Linked DNA regions of Mus musculus: region 1 is linked to region 2. The links are chromatin contacts, called in public HiChIP or PLAC-seq maps. All regions are on one chromosome and are shown on one strand. Each heading gives the region's core, a stretch centred on a gene start, on an enhancer-like site or on the middle of the called end of the contact. The rest is flanking DNA. Distances are from core to core; before and after follow the strand shown.

Evidence for each region. HiChIP or PLAC-seq counts read pairs in DNA pulled down with a chosen protein or histone mark.
Region 1: an H3K27ac HiChIP or PLAC-seq map of large pre-B cells shows a contact between it and region 2, with 3 times the contacts expected there. The contact joins two enhancer-like sites. A contact is called at or near these places in 2 of 484 Hi-C or Micro-C datasets (large pre-B cells and pre-B cells) and 1 of 115 datasets of contacts at active chromatin or transcription factors (large pre-B cells).

What each region holds. Positions count from the first base shown.
Region 1 is chr12:77,531,060-77,535,773 of GRCm38.p6, forward strand. No RefSeq gene overlaps it. Among named protein-coding and RNA genes, the nearest start is that of Gm35240, 20 kb to the right of the region's middle. Within about 2 kb of position 3,287, at least 43 of the 459 cell types and tissues checked have an H3K27ac peak or open chromatin away from gene starts, as enhancers often do.
Region 2 is chr12:77,294,706-77,299,474 of GRCm38.p6, forward strand. The region is part of intron 2 of Fut8 (fucosyltransferase 8); the gene reads left to right. Among named protein-coding and RNA genes, the nearest start is that of 9530018F02Rik, 58 kb to the left of the region's middle. Within about 2 kb of position 3,021, at least 1 of the 459 cell types and tissues checked has an H3K27ac peak or open chromatin away from gene starts, as enhancers often do.

The sequences.
Region 1 (4,714 bases), core at 2,037-4,536, 240 kb after region 2:
TCAGGCAAGTGGGGAACAGATTCTTCAAGAGGAGGCCTGGACACTCGTGTGGTTGGCATGCTCTAGTGGCTCATTCAGTAATGCTCAGAATGTCATATGAGGAACCTGCTCTAATTCACTTTTCTATATGAGACCACCTCAGTGAGGATGAGGGACCTGCTGAAGGCCACACAACGGGGAAAAGGAGAAATGTGGGTTTGACCTTGTGAGTCAATCCGACTCCCAGAGTGCATCTGCCGTGTGAGCAAGTGGCCAATGGTGCCCAGGCTAAGGACAAGTCACCAAGGTGGGACGTGGGAGACCATTTTGTCCTCAGCTAGAGTGAAGTGCCACAGTCAGGTAAGATGCAGGGATAGCAAGGGAGCAAGGGGCCATGCTGGGAGACAGCATTGGTGGAGCCTGCAGCTCCTCCCCACCCCCAGTGGACCACACTGCCATCTGCTGGCAACATAGCTCGGGCAATTGCCCCCTCAGAACCTCCAGGTACCTTTTTATAATACACAGACTAGCCTCAAACTCGGCGAATGACCTTAAGCTTCTTGTCTCTTTCCTCTGTGTGCTGGTTAGTCTTATGTCAACTTGACATAAGCTAGAGTTATCTGAAAGGAAGGGACCTCAAGAGAGAACATGTCTCCATAGGATCCAGATGTAAGGCATTTTTCTAATAAGGGATCGATAGGGGAGAGCCCAGCCCATTGTGGGTGGTGTTATCCCCAGCTGGTGGTCCTAGCTTCCATAAGAAAGCAGGCTAAGCAAGCTATGGGGAGCAAGCCAGTAGGCAGCACCCCTCCATAGCCTCTGAATCAGCTCATACCTCCAGATTTCTGCCCTGTTTGGGTTCCTGTCCTGGCTTCCCTCAATGATGGAAGTGTAAGCCTTCTCAGCTTGCTTTTTTATCATAGTGTTTAATTGCTGCAATAGAAACCCTAGCTAAGACACTGTCTCCCAAGTGCTGAGATTGCAAACATAAGCTACCTTGCCCAGTTTGTGTAGTGCTAGGGATAGAACCCAGGGCTTTGCTTATGTTAGGCAAGCCCTCTCTCTACCAATGAGCCACAGTCCCACCCCAGCAAGTACATCACTCATGTTCCATGTTTGCCATGAATCTATTGCATCTCTGGTATATCATCCTATCTTGCATGCTAGCCATGGTTGACAGGGTAGCTCGTCCCTGTCTGGTCCTTTGCTGTTTAGAGGTAAGGAATGGGGATTATTGAGGACTTGGGGAAGTTCAGTACATCTTCAAGTAACAAAGACATTTCCTTAGACCTGCCTCTAAGAGATTAGAAGTATTCATGTTGGGTATAAGAGCTCAAAATGGACAACAAAAGTCCTGGAGAGATGACTTTGCAGTTAAGAGCACTGGTTGCTCTTCAAGAGGACCTGGGTGGACCTGGATTCAGTCTTCAGCACCCACATGGTGGCTCACAACCACCTGTAACTCAAGTTCCCGGGTATCCTACCCTTGCTTCTAGCTTGAATGGGTACTGCACTCACGTGGTACACAGGCATAGATGCAGGTAAAAGAATCATCACATAAAATAAAAATAAGTATTGAAACAGAAGAACAGTAGACAGAAATGTTAACAGGCTTGTGCCAGGCTGCTGGCATGGTCGCTGAGTCCTGTGAGACAGAAGAGGCAGAGGCTCTCGGGGCTCACGTCTTCCTTAACCTGAGCCCCCAGGCTGTGGCAAGCTCGAGTTCCCCTCTGTTTCCTTCCTGCCAGAAGCTTCCTGACTTGCAGTATCTGTTCCTCCACCTTGAGGGCCACATCTTTCCTTCTGTTTCGGCTCCTTCGTCCTCCAGGTGCTCCTCCTCCTGCAAAGCTGCTTTGGTTTTACTTGTATGACAAGTTGAATGCAAACCGTTGGGAATTACAACTTTGGGTGGAGGCCTCCAGCTTCCCCTGGTTGCCCCGAGTCTAAAGCTGTAGTCTTTGCTCTCTCGTGGGAATGTATGGGAGAAGCGCCATCACCTTGGGGCAGAAAGACAGTAACAGAATTACATTCTGGCAGAGATGCTTCCTGGTGGTTCTGACAGCTTGCGTACTGCACAGTTTAAGGTAGTCTACAAAAACAAACTCATCACTCACCCACCAAATTGTATTTGTTAAGAATGCCTGTACTTAACGTGGCTGAGGAGATGATGGATATACAGTCAGAGAATGTAAAACAGGCATCCAGAGGGGGGAAGAGCATGCGTTTTGCCATAGGACTTGAGAACCTTGGAGAAACTGCCTGGTGGAGTTGGTATTTGATATGGGCGTTGAAGGAGAGAATTTAGTTGGCAGAAATTAGGGCAGTAGGCAGAGAGAACATTGTATATCAAGGTAGGGGTGTGTGGCAAAATGGAGGGTCTGGTGCTGCATTTGGCTCTCTGGGACATAGCCAAGCTTCAGCTACTAAAAGGGGGCTTTCCACTTTGGGGGTTTTGGTGTTGACTCTGAGCGTCTTTAGAAGGGAAGTTGGCTCAGACCTGGGTGTCCACTTTAACAAATGCCCTGCCTGGGTAAGCGTGATCCTTGGACAGGTGTTTCAGAAGCAGGATGATGAGGCTGTGTAGGACAGCACAGCCAAGCAGTGGGCACATTGGGCATAACTTTGGACCTGCAGCCAAGTGGTTTGGTTTTTAAAGTGGGAGATGGCTGAAAAGTGATATAATCCTGAGCCAGGCCATGCAGGATCAGGCTGGCCCCCAGGGATAAGCTTTGTGGCTAACAAGCTGAAGGCACGGAGACTAATTACTAGTTAATTGTCACACAAGGGTACAGTGCTAGTGGGTGAGCCTGAGTATGTCACCAGGGCAAAGTTAGCAGGACCTGGTCCGTCAGTGAGCAGGGAGGAGAGCTTGGCAGGTGAACACCCAGGCAGTGCCCTCTCAGGAGCCTACCTAAAGCTGGGCCAGCCAGGCACAGGGCTCTCAAAGGTTAAGTTTCTTCTTCACAGGGGGAAGGTGAGAGAAATGTGGTTGCCTGAAGCCTGACTTCTTAGGGTACCATGCCTTCCATGAATCTTTTCTCCATGGAAGTCATTTTCTAAGTGTCTTGGAAACGCAAAACAGCGTTCCACACATCTGGAGGGCTGTTTAGTTGACAGAGTAAGCAAGGAAGTTGGATGGAGAAATACTGACATCAGGACCAAGACAAAAGACAGACCTGCTCAGGAAGTGCCTTGTTTTGGCTCAGAAACGGAAATTTCAGCCAAACCACAAGGTCAACAATGCCAACTGTAACAGCTCCAGGGTACTGGGCTCCCTTTCTGCAGTGAGCCCACATGTCACAGCTTCACCCACATCCATGATGGTTCATGCCTGGATGCCTTCAGAGTACCACTTAACAGATGCAGACATGGAAACATAGATGTAGTCATTGGCTCATTCTCACCTTTCCTGGATGGCAGGGCTGACCTTCTGTTTAAAGATAATGGGTGACTTGGTCTGCAGTGGGGCAGAATTTGAGAAGGATATGAGTACCAGGTAGCGAGAAGAGGGTCTACTCTGTCACCTCCAGTCATTCAAAACTAGGTATATAAAGTCTACAGTCTCTCTTGGCCTTCCTGTCTAAGAAGGTGGTTTGGGAGGTCAAATAGGGTGCAGAGACAGTGTTGGCAATACAAAGTGTCTGTCTTAGGGTTTCCATTGCTGTGAAGAGGCACCATGACCAAGGCGACTTGTATAAAGGACAACATTTAATTGGGGCTGGCTTACTGTTCAGAGGTTTAGTCCACTATAGTCATGGTGGGAAGCCTGGCAGCATGCAGACAGACTTGGTGCTGGAGAAGGAGCTGAGAGTTCTACATCTTGATCTTCAGGCAGCAGAAGGAGATTAAGCTCCACACTGGGCATAGCTTAAGCATATCAGACCTCAAAGCCTGCCCCCCACAGTGACACATTTCTTCTAACAAGGCCACACCTCCTAATAGTGCCTTTCCCTAAGGGCCAAGCATTCAAACATGTGAGTCTATGGTGCCAACCACAGTGTCCCAAACCACCACAGTGTCCTTCCACAGAGAGCACCCATAATGCTGTCATTTGTTCATTTAAAAAAGCAGTCTCAACAGAAAGGACTTTGCCTGCCTGTCATGTTTGGCACACATAAGGTTGCATGTTTGTTTGTACATGTGACGCTGACACCAGTGCTTGTAGTGTGAGTGTTATTGTCACTTACCCAGCATCTAGTGGGCTCATTGCATGAGCCAGGCACTATTCTAGAAGCTACTTTCGTGAGAATAATTAAAAGGCAGAGGGAGGATGATCACACAAATTCTGAGAGCCAGCTTCCTGCCTGGGGGCATCACAAAGTTGTTGGTGATAGGTCCTCGTCTGGAGAGGAAGCAGATGTGTTTAACACATGACTGTCAGTGCTTGCTTCTACCTGCAGTGAAATAACAGCAGTGACCAACAATACAAGATCCTCTCCCACAAACTCAAGACCCAGACATGGCTGGGTCAATAGACTGTCAGTTTGAAAACAAGGAAAGGACAGGAATGTCATGACACTCAGCAGGGTGTATGGATTTACTAAAGACAAACCATACAAGATGGAAACAAAGGTGCTGGCTTTGACCGGGGGCCACAAACGTATACTTGGAAGGATACTGTGGGTCAATGGGAAGTGAGTCTTACTTTAGCTTCTTTCCCCTGAATTCTAACTTAGAAAACTAGCAAGATGTGTTAGTTCTCCTCAAATTAGGAAGGAGAGGGAAAGCGCTACCC
Region 2 (4,769 bases), core at 1,771-4,270:
TATTAGCTTGCAAATACAGTTTGAGACAATAGCAATCTTTGTTTCCTCTGTTGTGAGATTATGATTTCTTTTTTGTATTCATAAACTGAGTGTCAGTTTGTGCCAAGTTTCACTAATTGTACTTTGGATACTATACAGATGATGTTCAGAGTATTGATAGTTTGGATTTGTGAAACCAGTTAATTATATGAACCATTTACATTAGGTTTTTACTTTAACATTTTTTATTTATTTTATGTGAATTAGTGTTTTGTCGGCATGTGTATATCGGCACTTTGTGTGTGCTTGGTGCTGGCGGAGGTCAGAAGAGAATGACAGATGCACTGGAGCTGAGTTGTGAGCAGGGGACTGAACTCTGGGTCCTCTACAAAAACAGTGGGTGCTCCTAACTGCTTGACCATCTCTTCAGCCTAACGTTGGATTTCTTAATTAGTAGATTGAATAGAGCATAATAGGCTAAGTCCTTTGATTTAGACAGAAAAAAACTCATGCAAATATGTTGGAGACAAATTAGTGTAAATTAAAAAAATATAAAATATGGTTTAAAGATTTTGTTTTGAAAAAACTTCACATTAAAAAAAATTCACTATATTTTAGATTTTGATGTTCACTGAAGTGCTGAATTTGATGACTCAGACCCCACTGGGTTACCTGTAAAAGCTGTTAAAAGATTATTTTAAGTCTTCTGAGGCTCCGTGCATGCCTCCTTCCTGATGTCTAAGTGAGAGATTTTATACATAACTACATTTAACCTCCTGTTTTTCCAAGATATTTGCTAAAAATAAAAGGAACACGTCTTTCTGCAAAATTGATTAGGCTTTGATGAGCCCAAGATAAGAAGAAAGGGATTGCAAATCATTGGATTCATTTTATTGTAAAAGTAGCAAAATTCCTCAGTTGATTTTTTTTTTTTCTTTTTCTGTGGCTTTGTTAAGAGAAGTATCACTTATCCGCTATGGGAAACCAAAGTCTTGTCTACTAGATGCTTATATATTTATTTACTTACATCCTCATTCCCTGAGTCTTGTGGTACCATATTTTCTTCAAAACAAACAAACAAACAAACACCAAATCAATCCAAAAAACCCAAACTTGATTAATAACTACTGTGAGTTTGAAATATGAAGTGATAAATGACTCTGGAGGAAGCTGATAAATTTACTAGGTGAGTTAGGTCTATGCTAATGATTGCAGAACAAGATAATGTTTGCCAAATTGTGAAATTGTGCTTGAAAATAAAAAGAGTCTGCGTGTTTGTATGGAGAGTTATTCTGCAGGCTAGTAGGTTCTGAGGATTCAATGCATATCCTCATACCTGCATGGTAAACAATTTACCCACTGAAACATTTCTCCAACCCTCGAATGGCACTTCAAGGAGATCAAGTTTATTATGACAAAGAAACTTTTTTGGATCATTTTATATAACAAATATCTAGTTCTTTTATTTCAATTCTCTATGTAACTGCATTGTACTCCCATTTAACAGGGGTGGTGCATTTTCTTATGTGCTTATATTTATATTTGTTACTCTTTTCATATTAGAATTCAAATTCTCTGATATACTCTGATCTACAATACCAGGCACATAGTAGGCAGTCAGGAATATTTGATGAATGGAGTGTTTTGTTTTGTTTTGTTTTTGGCGCAAAAGAGGTTCAGGTTTAAGTGGCATATAAATAGATTAAGGTAATTTAATTTTGTAAAGATCATGGGAGAAAGCAGCACTGTAATAAGAACTCATTAATTTCCAGGCTTGACAGTTTTCATTGTCATATTCTGCTAAATATGCATCACCATTAAGTTGGGGATTTAAGACAAAATTTGATTAGGAGAGTTAACTTTTTAATAAAAAGTCTAAAAAAATTTTGAAGTATTACAAATTTTATTTCATTTTATTTTAGAAGTTCCATGAGATACTCTGAAAGCTCTAGAACTTAGGAAATGTCTGAAGTAAAATGTATCAAAGTAAAACTTTTTCAGAATCTACAGGAGAAAAAGAATACATATTAAATTATAAGTAGGGTTGTTATTGCCAGTGTGGGCCAACCAGAGGGTAAATGCTAGCCAGTGTAAGTGGGCAGGTAGGATGGCTCAGTAGGTAAAAGCTGTTTGCTGCCAGTCCTCAGGACCTTCAGGACCTACACGGTGGAAGGAGAGGATCGGTTTTCAAAAGTTGTCCTCTGATGTCTACAAGGGATACACATACCATACACACAGACACACACAGACACACAGACACACAGACACACACACACACACACACAGACACACAGTCACACAAATGAACACTAACTTTTAAAAAATGCTTTAAATCAGCTATTTGCTGAGAATCTCAGAAGTATACCTGTAACTTAATGTTGAATTAAACTATATTAAATATAGTTTATAAAGTCTTCCTCAATGTTACACTGTCAGAAGAAAGTGATGACATTTAGTTTCAAATCAAATTAACTTTTATTAATAAATTAAAAGAATCTGATTTTGCCTGAAGTAGACTAGACGGTAGACTGGAAGGAGGCACATTGTCACTCAGCTGAGTTTCTCTTGTGCCTTTCACTGCTGTCTTCTCTTTAGCGGTGAGTGCTCTGGTAGCTCTTAAGTGCTAAATCTGTACCTACCTGTCAGGTTGTGGCTTAGGCGTTGAGATCACCTCAATCAACTTAGCCATGATTTTCCCTGAGTGTAGAAGAAAATGACATGGAAAGAGCAAGCCTTGTGAGTTTTGGAAGCTTTTATTGTCCCCACCGTAATTGCTCATTTGTTGTAATCACCATCAGTCAGTTTTCAGATTGTCCCTTGGCAGTGACTCAGTAGCTACCACAGACTGCAGAAGGTCACCTGGACTCTCTGCACAAAGTGACCCCTGATTTAAAAGCCTGAAAGATCAGAAAGTCAGTGCAAAATAGTAAGACCTGGCAAGAATTTATTTAAAATCCCCAGGGCTTCATGATGAACACAGGAGGGGACCCCAAAAGGCATCATCTTTTTCTTGCAATTCCTCATGGGACCTCAGTTGTCAGAAGTTTTTTTGAAGTCCCTTTATGGTCACCAGAAGCCATCAAAGACAAAAGTTACAACACATTTTAAAGCTGATGAGCATTTATGTGTGACTTTGGAGTTGGACACTTCATTTTATGAAGCAGAGTGACTGTTCTGGGATGAGCAGAGGAGGTCAGCTTTAAAGCACTAAAGGGCTCAAAAAGGCCAAAGCAACAAAAAAGCGATGATTGTTACTTCCTGGGATTAGAGCAGAAGGGACTTCTTTGAGTGGTTCTGGTTGGCTGGACACTACTGCTGTTTTGGAAACTGGCCCATCAAAGTTAGTTGGGTTACTTAGCACTTGTGACTTCATTCTAGACATATCTCATCTGCTGGGGCCCGGGCAGAGGCTAGTCCAAAAAACAATGACATTTCATGACCTTGTTTAACAGCAGTGACTTGTCTGTTTTCTTATAACTCTGCCTGGTGCTTACTCTCTCTCTAGAACCTTTTTCCCCCTTCAAAATCAGAACCAAAACTGGGCATAGTGGTACACACCCTTAATCTTAATCCTCTGATGGTGGTGGCAGAGGACAGCCTTGACTACATAGTGACTTTGAGTCCAGTTTAACTTTGAGATCTTGTCTCAAAGCAACAAACAAGAAAACTGTAATCAAATTGCTTATTAGATAGCAAAACTTTGTGCTGACTTCATAACACATTTAGAGGGTGCCTTTTCCCAAATTGCTCTAAGTATTTAGCTATAGCTTCTTTAGTGTAATTTTGTGAATATCTTTGAACTTTGTACAGTTGAAGCATCAGAGTTTTTGCATATGGCCATAGTTTCTTAATTATTTGTGTGTGTTGGTTTTATCTAATAGATAAAAGTTTTTTCTTTTTTTGAGTTCTGTGTCTGAAAATTGAATCTCTAATTCCACCAGTAGTGTGTGTGCGTGTGTGTGTGAGTGTGTGTGTGTGTGTGTGTGTGTGTGTGTGTGTGTGTGTGAGAGAGAGAGAGAGAGAGAGAGAGAGAGAGAGAGCGCAAGTGAGCTGGGGTTGTATCTAGAGCTTTGTACATGCTAGGCAAATGCACTACTATAACTATGATCCCTTATATTTTTATTGGAACTTTAATTTTCTTGATAAGGGTATCTATAAAGATTCTTTACATAAAGTTATGGTAATTGAATTGAGATCAAGACTGAGTTATTAAAGACAGTGATTTCAAATCTTTCTTGAATTGATGTTAACAAAAACTTGCTGATTTGAAATCACTGCCTTACTCAACCACTACTTTTAACTTGATATTCTCTATTTTAAAATAATGAATATTATTCAGTTTTGGGGCCTGCTAACATTTTAGAAGAATAATAGGGAATTTTGAATTGGTAACTAAAAAGTATCTTCACAATATTATTTTATTTATTTATTTATTTAATTTATTTATTTTTACTTAGGCCATTAGACCAGAATGACTTGAGTTCTTTAGGTTCCTGTATAAGCAAACAACTCGTCTTTAAACCAGTAAACTAGTAGCTTTACCAATCACAAACTTTCGGCCAACTCTTATTCAGATCTTACTACTGTAAAAGCTCAGGCCCAGGCTTTAGTAGTAAAGCTCTCTGGATCGGTTGTGTTTTCAAATATAGCCTGATTCTTGAGTTGTTCTTTGCTCACAAACTGGTAATTTTGTCTTAAAGATTCTCCTTTTTTCTAAACAATAAAGAGAACATGAATTCTGTCAACTGAATATAAGAATTTAGCAGTGAAAATTATCTCTAAGGCTTTCA